Linked DNA regions of Oryctolagus cuniculus: region 2 is linked to region 1. Evidence: chromatin contacts called from public Micro-C data. All regions are on one chromosome and are shown on one strand. Each heading gives the region's core, a stretch centred on a gene start, on an enhancer-like site or on the middle of the called end of the contact. The rest is flanking DNA. Distances are from core to core; before and after follow the strand shown. Region 1 holds the start of C3H2orf88 (chromosome 3 C2orf88 homolog). Region 2 holds the start of ASDURF (ASNSD1 upstream open reading frame).

Region 1 (6,555 bases), core at 1,993-4,492:
ATAGATAGGCCAAAAGAGTAGCCCTAAATTTATGCTAGGTTTTAAAATAGTTTTTATTCATTTTATAATATGCACAATATTGCCATCTGTTTTGCCTGATACTAAGTTAGTTGTCAAATTCTTGTGCAAGAATGCTAAACCAGCTTAGAAATAAGTTAAGTGGTAAAAGCTAACTGGCTTAGAAACTAAAACTGTCCTTAGAGGGTATTTCACATAATAATCCATAGATAAGTGCATCAAGTAATGAACATGCTTACTATTAGGGACCTTAAATATAATATATTTATTATAATATAATTTTTATACTAATTAGTTAATTGCTACAAATGAAAGTATTTTACTTTCATTATGATGCTTTACATTTTTTCATTTTATTTGAAAGACAGAGATAAAAAGAAGCAGACTAAAGTTAGGTTTTTTTCTTGCTTTATACTAAGCCAGAACTTGTCAACACATTTGGCACCCTTTGGAGAGGAAAAGAAAAGTCTGATTTTTGGGGTATGAACTGGAATTCATTATATACAGTTCATATTTTATTCATATAAGCATGTAGCATATCAATGAAAAGCAGTTTATATTTCATTCTCAATTCAAAAGAACTTCTTAAGAAGTTAAGAACCATGGTATAATTGTTTTTATAAACTCTCATGCAAACGAAGGGTATCAAGGGAGTTTTTCATAGGATATGAAATTGGACACCTACTTTTATTGGGTACAGGGCTACCATTGGAGTAAGATACCTTTGTCTGGCTCATGAGCATAGGAAATTGGTAGTTGTTTCCCACTTTTATTCATTCATATTAGGAACAAAAACATAACAAGGTTACTAGAGGGTTCTTTTCAGTTATCACTTACCAGCCCATCTTCTCCTGGTCCTGGGAAGGTTACAGCAAGATCATGACCATTCTCATCTAAAGCTTTGATTTCAATGCCTAAGTTGGATTCAGGTTGTTTGAGCCAATTTTGCAACACTGTCTTCACATCAATGCTCTGCCAAATACCAGTGCCTGGGTTCATGTCAAGTTTCAGAGATCGGATTCCAGTATACCTTGTACCGTCTTTCATAGGTTTGATGAGCCTCAGGATTTGCACAAACACTGTTGTAGGAGTCTTCACAGGTCTCAGATATATCCATAGTTGTGCCTTTACTACTTTATTGTATTGTATTTTAGAGCTAAATTTAAAGAAGCAACATTTGGGTTTTCCTTCCACTTGCATTAGAAAATCAGCTATAAACGAATAAGACAAGAGTTCCTGAAATTATTTTTCATTAATAAGTTAACAAAATCCCTCCTTGCTAATAGTTGGGTATTTTTTTCTATTGGGATAATGCATGCATATGTAAATGAAATACTAGGTAAAACTTCATTCATAATACCGAGAAAATATCAAGGAAAATTAGTCTGGCTTTTCAGAATTCTTTAGACATAGGTACTTTCAACCATTTGTGAAGAATCTGCTCCCCTTCCAAGGAACTGCAGGCTAAGGAAAATTCTGGGAAGGAATGAACAGTAGATGAAATTTGAAAATGATGATGATTAGAGAGAACAAGAGACACTGTGGAGGAACATCCACTTAGAATTCTTTGGGAATCTGAGTAGTTACGCTGACGGAGCAGCTGTACCGATCAGTCTGGAAGAAGGAACCCTTCCCCCAGGCCTGAATTACCTGGGGACAAGACGCACTGAGCAACTTACTGAGCCTTAGGAAACAGTAGAAAATATAGTATTTCTGGGAGATTTTGGCTCAGGAATAGCCTTTTAAAGAAACAAAATTAAGCAAGTAATTAGGAGAGAAGTTTGATGTTATATTCAGGCTGTCTCAAAAGTTTGCCTTTATGTCTGAGCTGTCATTCTAAACACAAGCATGAACAAATTCTTTTGGCTTTCAAAAATCATTGATAAATAAGGCCAATCTACTCCAGCACTATTTGGTAGGAAATTCTTAAAGGAAAATTATTTGTTGCACTGTAATCTGATTACTGAATAAGGGAAACAATACTATGAAACTGTTTTGAGTCCAGTTTAAAGCTTACAAAGAACTGTGTTAAAGCAAGATCACAGACACATGGCCCCAAAATCATTCTTGCCGTGCCTTCTCTGTCAAGGTGTCTGTTTCCCTTTCCGGGTGAAAGTATTCTTTCGAGCCTACCGAAAGAGGAATTGTAGGAAATACATTTTCTTCCAGGAGCAACGTTGATACTACAGGTAATAGTCGTTCCATTATGAAGAATGAAATATTCGTGAAGGTTATTAAGCAGTATGCCTGCTTGGAAATACACGCACTCAGTACTGCCAACAATAGCACCATGGTCAAGGTACGAGAGGACTTCAGGAGCCGTAACTTGCCCAACTGAAGTGTTTATTTCCTAGACATTTTCTGAATTTGAAGTCACGGTTTATTTCGTCATTGCTCTTACTAATACATAAAGTATTTAAAATATTTTCTTGCTCCTCAGTGTAATAGCCTCCGAAAGGAAACATTTTAATCTGTGAAGCACACAAAACACTGTGAGAGAGTTTGGAATAACAGAAATCGCTGGAGGTGTTCAGCAGTGCTCAAAGAAGCTTAAAATTCTAGCAAGTTCCTTCCTTTCTTTATTACTAGTGAAAAGCTTATTGTAATAAATGCATATTTTGGTTTACAAGTGCACTTATAAAATTCCCTGTGAGTTTTTAACATTGCTGTAGTATCTGCCAGTCCTCGCCTTGCTGGTTGGTATGAGGCTGTGAAGGCATAAGCATGCTGTATTTGCCAATTAAACTAGATAATATTAACGCTGTGCAAGCTTTTTATCTTTTAGCTTTTTAGCTTTTTAAGGAAACAGACAGTGTGACAGATTTCAGTTTCAACATATTTCTCACAAAATCTTGAAAAGAAGAGACTGTCTTTCCTGCTTCTTACATAAAAGCTGACAGCTTATTAAAAGAGCCTGAAAATAGATCTGTTTCCCATAAACACTAGAACAACAGTCAGCAGAACTGTTGACATACACTAATAGGACTACTTACACTCGGTAGGCATAGTAATGATTGTTTCCGTCGTAGCGTGATAATCGTCATCTTCCAAAGAGCCATCACTGCTGTCATCCCTCTGAACGTCGTACTGATCAATCAGTTCCCGGAGTGGAGGAGCTTTGGGTAAAAGTTGTCTTATAGCATCTTTGCTGATGTTAGGAGCTGTTTCCAGGCGAAGTTTACTGAGGATTTGAATCTTTATGGCTTCTATTCTTGAATATTTACTGTTTTGTCTCCAAGTGCATGCATTACACAGCCCGTCTTTTTCCACATTTTCTTTTTGCTCACTGTTTTCATTTAGATCCACTGGGCCAGCCACGATCAGCATAAACAGGTAAATATAAACATAGATTTGCAGTTTTTGCATGATTTTAAAAGCTATACAATCCTTTCCCTTGTTCTTATGTCTTCCTTTTACTTTTCTTTTGCTTTTCAGTAATGGCAAGCAAAATTGTAATGCATGAACAGCTTGAGAGACAACTTGCCACACCGGTGGATCTTTGATACTGTATTCCAAGTGGCTTTTTATATTCCAACTTAGATGAGACAAGTGTCGTCAGGGTCTATGATTGGCTCTTGCTCCACAATGAATCTCGCTGTCAGAGGTTAAAACCCTGTCTGTCACAAGTCACCAAACAGTATTTTGTTACAGTCAAGGGTGAGCTAATTCATTTGACTAGTTCATAAAAGAAAGAAATCTACAAATAATGAAAGGCCTATGTTACATTTGAAAAGTGAAAGTCTGTGTTAACAGTAAAATCAGCTATACTTAAATCTTATTCATCTTTATAAACCCTTAAGTTATAATTTAACTGAGTAATTTTAATTTACACTTCATGCTTACAAGTGAAACATTAGTTCCTCAGAAGTTGAAATGATTTTATATTCTTTAGGCCAGTATTTGCAGTAAAAATATTTTTTATTTTTTATTTTATATTACGTTTAGTTTAGGCAAGCATTTGAAGTTAAAATATTTATTTCATTTGTTGCATCAAATTATTTTTAGTGCTAAGTAATTAAGAAAGTAAAAATTAGGAAGGCCTGAATTTAAAAGAAAACATAAGATTGTGATACTAGTAAGATTTTCATCTACATTCAAGAAATTTGCTTTCCATTGACTAAATTCTTAGCTCATGTTGAAAATCATAATTGCTGTAATGTTACATTATGCATGGAATTATTTTTAAGTAGATTAATGTCTTCTGCTAATATGAAAATTAGACACAATTTATATTTTATTTTTAAATTTTTGAATGATACACAAAAATTATATGTATTTATGGGTGCCAAGTGGGTTTTCTATATATGTGTACATTGCATAATGTCCAAATCAGGATCAACATTTCTCTCTTCAAACATTTATCATTTCTCTATGGCAAAAGCATTCAAAATCCTGTCTCCTTTTTTTGTTTTTATAGAACTTTACAGCACATTAAGGTCATGTGTAGTCTGATCACTATTATGGTATTTCCTGTTCTCAAGGAATTAATATAATTATTAATGCAGATTAATATTCCGAGGATGTGCTTCCTCATTGTTTATTATCAGCCAGCTGAAACCTCTCTGAACTGAGAAGAGAATGCATTTTGTGACTGGTGCTGCAGCACTTATCTGTTCGCCTCAGATTTCCAGTGGTAAAAGTAAAAAGTCTTGTGTCTATTCTTAAGAGAAAGAGCACCATAAGAGAGGGGTGCCCTTTTGCTGCTTCCCAACACTGTGATCGGTTTGTACCCCTTTGCCAGTTTCTCGATTTGACCACAGGGCAGACACCTGGCAGGGGTTTGGGGCAAGGTCTGGGAGCAGAGAATGGAGCTTTTTGTTCTCCAAATGTAAGTGGCCTCTGGAGGATCAAACTCTCAACCCCAGCTTTGAGAGCCACAAGATCTAATCAAATGAACTATTAAAGAGCTATACAAACATAGCCAGTGAGAAACAGAAGATATTTCCAGGCCACAGGATTTCTTCTTCCGACCCCTTTTTGGGAAGCTGAGGACTCCTAAGAGATTTAATCCATTACTTTTTGTTGTGGTTGTTCCAAGAGAATGCAGTGGCTCATATCAAATATTTATTTTTTAGGTCACTACCATTTTTGCACACTGTCCACCAATTTACTGCCTCAGTGCACTAAAATGCAACTCAGTAGCCTGAAAAGTTAATGCATTTTCATCAAATTCTTAAGAGGTGTCTACATCTCTTGAGAAAAAATGGCCTTCCATAATGCATTGGATTTGCCCATCATTAAAGATTAAGGAAAACCAGACACGAACCAGATGCCCTGAGGATTTCAGATACTCTTTGTTACGGAACAGTATCAGATCAGGCTTATAAAGTTTTATTTGTTTGGCAAATTCATTTTTCAATATAAAAGCCTTTGTCATGTTATCTGCTATGTAGCATATGCTTCAATACGCTTACTTCTGAATAAGTCAACGCCCCACCTCTCCTTTTTTATACATGCTTAGAATTGCAGAGCATTTGGGAACGCAAGCTCCGAAGTCAAATAGACCCGAGTTCCAATCTCCACTTTGCCACTTCTCATTATCTGGAAACAAATGAGGTACTTACCTTCTTTAACCTTTGTTTCCTCATAGAGTTTTCAGGGGTTATAATTCAATAATGCATATAAATTGCTGAACATGGCACGTATCATGTAGTAAGTGATCGGTGCCTGGTCTTGAGTGCTTGCTGTTTGTTCCCTGCATACGTTTTGAGAGTATGCTTAAAATGATCCTCTACACGAATAAACACCACATCCGGTTGTCACTGCCAATTGTCAATACCTATAGGCTACCTCTGTAGGCGTCTGAGACAAGGAAAGTTTTCTAATGCAATCCTGTTACAAGACATGTGTCAGTTCTTTATTCTTACTCCTGGAATGAAGAAAACAGAGGTTGACACTTCGACATCTCATCAATTCTCACTGTTCATGGATTCCATATTTGTAAATTTTCCTGGTCGTTGAAATCTATTTATAAAAGTCAGTATTCCCGGTGCTTTTGAGGCTTCTGACACACATGTTCCCAGCTGAGGTCAGACAAGGCAGGGCTCTGCCTTATTGTTTCAGCTCTCATACTCTAAACATGTGCCCTTTTTGTGATCTGTGTAGTGCTACGTTTTTCACATTTTTTTGTCCGTTGCTGTTGTTGTTGTTACTGAATACGCTGTTTAAAAATGACCACTGAGTGCAGTGGTGAATTTGAAGCACTGTGGAGCATTCCTAAGCATAAGGCGGCTATGATAGAACATAGACCAGGAGTGGCCAGGAGCTGGGGAGTGGATGGGTTGGGGAGGTGGTGGTTACTGTTTAATAGATAACGAGTTTCGTTTGGGAAGATGAGAATGTTCTGGAACTAAATGGTTGTGATTTATGCTTAAAAATGGTTTAAATGGTAAAGTATGTTTATGTATCTTGTGCCGCATTTCTAAAAGACAATGATATGCTTTAGCAAAAAAAATTTCCTTATTAAAAACCACATGTGTTTAGATAAGCTGAGGCAAGAGTTCAATGCTGTGACTATGAGTTCAGTGTTAGTGAACA
Region 2 (6,555 bases), core at 2,050-4,549, 390 kb before region 1:
GGCTGGGACCACCTGGGAGGTTCTCAGGGTCTGAGCAGGACTTTGAAGTGCAAGATGCTGGGCTTCTAGAGCTTCCGCAGTGGGTGCTGGTCTTCAGGCCTGTCTCATACACACATAGGCTCAACTTCTGACTTCATACCTAACACTTCCAATTCAGCTTCCTGCTAGTGCACACCCTGGGAGGCAGCAAGTGATGGCTTGAATACTTGGGGCCCTGCCAACCATGTGGGAGACCCAGACTGAGCTCCCAGGTCCTTGCTTTGGCTGCTGTGGGCATTTGAGGGAGGTGTGAATCAATGTCTGGGAGACCTCTCTCCATCTCTCTCTGTTTCTCTGCCTTCCAAATAAAAAAAATTTTAGTAGTGAAATTTGTATTCACATTTTTTGTATTATTTCAAAGACAAGCAGACAGAAACAGACAAAGCTGCCACCTACTGGTTCACTTCCCAAATGGACTGGGCTGGACTGGACTGGGCTGAAGCCAGGAGCCAGGTCCTCCCTATGGGTAGCTAGAACCCAGTTACTTGAGTCATCACCATCACCACTACCCGCAACGGTCTGCATTAGCAGTAAGCTGGAGCCAGGAGGGAGGAGCTAGAGCACTGCGACCGGGGACAGAGCATCCAATCGCTAAGCTAACTGCTTGCGCCATGTTCTGTCTTTCACTGTGCTCTTTCATGCTCTGGAACAAACTGACACTTCTCTGGAACCCTCTATTTCCTTGCAAAACAAGGCTCATTTCCCTACCTTGCAGTGTCTGTTATTCTTGCCCCTTGCATGGTCTCAACAAACTATATAAAATATAACTTCTAACCAATTTAATAGTTTCTATTTCATAGATGAATTGGAAGTAGCCAATTGAACATTGTCATGGGCAAGGGTTTATCAGAGTAATAAAGCTCATAAATATACACATTCTTTTATACCTTCTGAAAATGACAAAAATGAACACAAGACCAAAAGAATACTCAGGGGCCGGTGCTGTGTCATAGTGGGTTAAGCGGCTGCCTGCAGTGCCGGCATCCCATATAGGCACTGATTTTTGTCCTGGCTGCTCTGAAGTAGGCAGGCATAGAGGTTAAAATTAATTAGGTTTGTGAGCTGGAAGACCACGCCTTCATCATGCCCCTGTGTGACCTCATCCCCCTACCTGGCCTCACCTGGGTGCCCACCAGCCAATCAGGTTAATTAACCACTTCCCTTTGGAAGTGGGTTAAAGGCCTGGGACACGGTGTGTCTGGCTCTCTCTTCTTCCCTGGCCTCTTGCCAGCAGGGGGCTGGCTGTAGCCCTGTGCCTCTAGGGTGCGTGGCCTTCGGGCCACCCACCCTGGGCTTCCTGGCCTAGATGCTCCTCCACGTGGCTGGTTCCTGGTGCTCGGTACGAACCCATATTTACCTCTCTCTCTTAAATAAAGCTCTCACTCTCCTATGTATCATTCACACTAAATAAAAGCTTAAAATGTGCCATGCTGCCTCGTTTATCTGTGCTGGTATTTAGAATTCTGTAAATATTAGGCAAGAACCCTCTTGGGCTTATTAATATTGCGGATTTATTAATAAGCATATGGTGAAATCGTATGGCACCCCAAATTCCGGTAGCACATGTGGCACCCCAGATAGCACTTCCGGGGAACTTTAAAGGGCTACATTTTTGTGTAGATTTTAGGGGGTCATGTCCGATTTCAGCTCCACTTCCAATCCAGCTCTCTGCTATGGCCTGGAAGACAGTAGAAGATGGCCCAAGTCCTTGGGCCCCTGCACCCGCATGGGCGACCTAGAAGAAGCTCCTGGCTCCTGGCTTCAGATCGGCACAGCTATGTCTGTCGCAGTCATGTCATGTGGGGAGTGAACCAGCGGGTGGAAGACCTCTCTCTCGCTCTCTCTCATTCTCTCCACCCCCTGCCTCTCTGTAATTCTGCCTTTCAAATAAATAAATAAATCTTTATAAAAAATACCCATTCTATGGCAAATAAAAACAGGGGCCTGCGCCGTGGCTCACTTGGTTAATCCTCTGCCTCGCAGCGCCGGCATCCCATATGGACACCAGATTCTGTCCCAGTTGCTCCTCTTCCAGTCCAGCTCTCTGCTGTGGCCTGGGAGGGCAGTGGAGGATGGCCCAAGTGCTTGGGCTCCTGCACCCTCATGGGAGACCAGGAAGAAGGCTCCTGGCTTCGGATTGGCACACCACCGGCCATGGTGGCCATTTGGGGAGTTAACCAACAGAAGAAGGACCTTTTCTCTGTCTCTCTCACTGTCTATAATTCTACCTGTCAAAGAAATTAAAAAAAAATAAAGAAGCCTGTTCTAAATTTCAGATAGACAGATACATGGAGAAACATAAAAATTTACCAGTCCAGACCTCATATAACTTTTCTTACTAGAAGACCCGATGAAAGATATGCTAGGGCTTAAAAAAAGCCACCAAGTACATCTATTAAGTCACACAATTTGTCTACATCTCATAAGTGCACTTAAGCATCTCCATAGAACATCGTGATTCCCAACACTGGAATATAATTTTCAAATATGTGGTCTCATATGCAAATATAAAATAAACACATATCATGGTTTTATTTAACTCATTAGTAAATGAGGAAACCAGTCAGATATGAAAATCAATTCAAAGAGCATTTGAAAAGCAAGGAATTTATCAGTCAAGAAATGTCAGACAGGACCTCAGTGTTACATACATAACTGATTAATGTCTTCCAGATAATAAATCATAACCTTGGAAGTATCTTATTGACCTAGTAGAAATTATTAGCATTTTTACCAGTCAAAAATCCACACGTTTGCCTCTGCTTTTGTCCCCTGCCTGCACCAGGTTGTAAAACAGTTCAGTTCATTGAAAGTCAATCCTAGAACAGCACTGAAAGAACATCAGGTAATCTCTTGCCTATTTCCAACTTTTGGTCATTTTTTTTTTTGCAAGAATGAGACATTACAAATATTGCATAGGATGTACACTAATAAAAGTATTCATTCACCTGAAATTCGTATAAAATTGTATTTAGCTGAAAACCCTAGTTACAAATTAACAAAAACTTTTCCAATTCTGTAGGGTTCGGTTGCCAACATTGTGTCTATGAAATCTGTGCTTTAGTTCAGGATCTGACTGGTTAATAACTAATTGGTGTTTCTACTGCGCGTCTGTTCTTTATTTGCACCAATAGGGGGCGCGTGTAACTTGTAGTCCAAGAGCCCACAAAAGTGTTTCTACCTCCGATCCGCTGGGGGTCGGCGTATGAATTGCTTAGATTTCGCAACCGGGCTCGAAACACTGGCGCTCTAGGCATTTGTGCGCATGCGTAGAACCGCTCTTGGCGAGGGGGCGGGGGCGTCAGGCCCGGACTGCGCAGGCGTTGGAGTGAGCGCGCGGAGGAGGTTGGTGAGACCTCTGCAAGGCAGGTGACGCTGCCGGCGCTGTGGCTGGGGCGGTCGGTGGTGGGACTCTCGGGAGCTCTGGTGAATCCTGCGTGTCTGCGGCTGGTTGGAGATGCCCGGCCGGGGCGTGCACCCGGAGGACAGCGCTGTGCCGGTCCCCGCCGGCGGCCGGACCTTACACAAGGAGGATCTTTGCAACAAGGTGGGCGTGGGACGCAGCGAGCAGGCCTCCCGGGCTTAGGACCCGGCGCCTGGGGCAACCCAGAGAGGGCCGGCCGCGAGCAGCGCGGGGCTTCGCTGGAGACGGCCTCGGCTTGCGCTGCTCTGCTGTTGGTAGCAGTCGGCACTTCCCCTTCCCTGGAAGTAGTCGCGCTAAGCGTCTTGTGGGCTGAGTTTCCGCGGCCCTTCCAGATCTGTAGCTCACCCCTTCCGTTACCCCTGCCAGCGGCATGGGCTCATCCTTGACGTCGGTCTACACCTGAAACCCACTTCCGGTACGAGTGTGACTTTAGTCCCGAGGACGCACGCTCCTGCGTCCCTGAACGAGCCGCCCTCATCGGCTGCCCCGGACCCCCGCAAAGGGCTCCCTAGCCCACCTGCTGCCTTCTCTGTTCCCCGCTGTAGCCGCAGTGGCCGCCCTAAACCTCGCACATCTGATTGTCACTCATCTGCGGAGAAAGAGGGGGAGGGGAGCCACTCTGATACTGACCTGAACTGCCGGAAACAGGTGCAACCTTTAAACGTGTGGAGGAGGGAGTTCAATGTCCTGCATTCTTCACTGGTTCTGCTCCAAGCTAGTAGTGGTGTCTTGGACAGACCTCTCTGTTCTCTCTGCATCACAGCTTCCTTCTTTGGTGGGAAGTGAAATACAGACCTGACATCCCTAAACTGCACAAGAAAGCACTGTGGTACAAGCGTTAAGTCTCAAAGAGGGGGAGGGTATAGTTTCAACCTTGGAAGTCAGCCTTATCCTGTCCCTTCTGCAGCTGTGTCAGCTCTGGAGACAACAAGGGGGAGACTCATGGGGCAGGGAGTGAATTTGCAAAATACAGCCCACTCTGCTGCCGACCTATGGCAGATCCCTCAAGTGTGTGGTGCAGTGTAAAAATCTTACATCTGGTTTTAGAGGCGCTGGTGATGTTAGGTAATAGATCGTGTTCATAAAATAGCCAGTTACTAGAAAGTATCAGAAAGTTTGCACTTACTTGAGTTCTCTCCTGAAATTGAAAAGTGAAGCCAGCACTGTGCAAAGAAGATTGATGCCAAGACAGGGGGATTTAGAACTACTTGGTTAAAAGGACTGTCTAGCCGCACCATTTAGTACACAAATCGTCAGAGACTGGTATTACTTCTGGTGCATATCGTCTGTTTGTATAGGCCTTGTTCAGTAACTGTGGCCACAGGCATGAAGGCCGGTTGCCAACATCAAACCCACTGGCTGGGCTCCGTGGGTTGTGTGACATTTAGATGTCTAATGCCCATTTCCCCCTCCACCTGTGCACACATAGACTGGAAAGAATCTTCTCAGACTGCCCATTTGGACAATCAGCGCATGATACCTTCTTACGCCATCTGCCTAATTTTAAAGCCGTCATCTAATTGAACATGTTTTTAAGAGTTAAAATTCTGTTTTAAGCGTTTCTCTTTATTTCAGTAGATTAAAGAACAAAAAGTCGTTGTGGATGAACTTTCTAACCTGAAGAAGAACAGGGTGAGTTATAGAAATTCTGAATAGTATGTGGGAAGCTTGGTTATATTTATATTATATAAAATCATAAAAGTTGTATGGAAGGTTTATATAAAGGTTGACAAGTTTTCGGCATCTCTTTAAATTGCAAAAGCCCAGTGCCTACGTTTATTTTAAACTGTACGTACATAGATCTCATAAAGCTGAAGATGTCTCTTCCTTTTCATATGCCATTTACACGACCTTTAAAGCTAATGACGCAGATTGGATTTTGGTATCTTCAAGCTGTACCACTAATGTAACTATTTTATGCTTGAATTTGGTGTGTATTTTTGAAATAAATGAACTTAAAGTTTATTGAGAAGAAACTATCCCTTAAAGTAAATGTTGAACAAAAAATTACTTCTCTCACCGCCCCCCCAAAATCTTCTCAGTGCTTAGCATTATTTTTAAATGCAATTTCTGTGTATATATTCATAAGCAAGCCATCTTTGTTGCTTCATGTGTAGTTATACATTAAACTACATTAAAATTACATTTTAATGTTCAGGAGTAAATGACTTTGAGCTCTTTCAAGCGCCTAAAGATTATAACTGACAGATTAGACATTTCTGATATTGTTGCCAGCTACAAAGATGTCCATCACAACACTGATCTATAATACTTGAGGGACAGTAATACCTTAAATGTCTAACATTTGAGGATTGAGCAAATAAATGTAGTATGTCATACGATGATATTATAAAGGAATACATATTGATAAGAAAAAGTGTTCTTGATATAGTCATTGTAAAACTATAGATGATAGTAGAAGCCTTTTTTATTAAAATAACAGTGGTATTATGGTTTACAAGGGAAAAAAACAAGTTTCACCTCACTGGTAATGATAATAGTGTCTGGGTGGCAGGATGGTTGGTAACTTTTATTTGTCTCTTTGTTATCTGTATTTACTAAAGTAAATTCCCAAAGTTTACAAGTATGTAGTAGTAGGATTCAAAGATTTGACATCTTTTTAGATCATATCTTGAGTTTGGCCTAAATTCTGTTTTGCAGAGAGTATACAGGCAACAGCAGAACAGCAATATATTCTTCCTGGCAGACCGCACAGAGATGCTCTCTGAAAGCAAGAGTAAGTTGGGTTCCTCTTTGTTTTCAGACTTTACATGAGGGGTGGGGAACATCAGCCCCTTGGCTGCATAAGGCCCACCAACTCATTTGGTCTGGTCCTGCCAAGGCAACTGTAAGTGAACTCGAAATCTGATAAATCTATAGCAGGCTGATTTTTAAGATGATGGTTTTGTGTGGCCCACAAATGAAGTTATAAATGTCCAAATGGCCCTTGGCAGAATAAAAGTTCCCCGGCCATGTCTTACATGGGAAGACACAAAAAGTCCTTTTTTGACTCATAGTTGTGCCTCAGTTGTACTGTCTATATCTGAATGTTTAAATATTTCTAAATACTAGTGCAGTGATTCAGTTTTCTT

Evidence for each region. Hi-C and Micro-C count contacts between places; a contact is called where the count stands out from the background.
Region 2: a Micro-C map of ear pinna shows a contact between it and region 1, with 5 times the contacts expected there. The contact joins the promoter of ASDURF here to the promoter of C3H2orf88 in region 1. A contact is called at or near these places in 3 of 6 Hi-C or Micro-C datasets (ear pinna, psoas muscle and an unstated tissue).

Annotation. Positions count from the first base shown.
Region 1 is chr3:50,297,942-50,304,496 of mOryCun1.1, reverse strand. It overlaps C3H2orf88 (chromosome 3 C2orf88 homolog), which reads left to right and starts at 3,242. Exons shown (of 7, transcript XR_011387190.1): 1 at 3,242-3,351; 2 at 3,454-5,574. MSTN (myostatin) reads right to left here and starts at 3,384. Exons shown (of 3, transcript NM_001109821.1): 1 at 3,012-3,384; 2 at 856-1,229. The coding sequence starts at 3,384.
Region 2 is chr3:50,691,296-50,697,850 of mOryCun1.1, reverse strand. It overlaps ASDURF (ASNSD1 upstream open reading frame), which reads left to right and starts at 3,299. Exons shown (of 4, transcript XM_051848363.2): 1 at 3,299-3,586; 2 at 5,042-5,095; 3 at 6,125-6,200. The coding sequence starts at 3,497.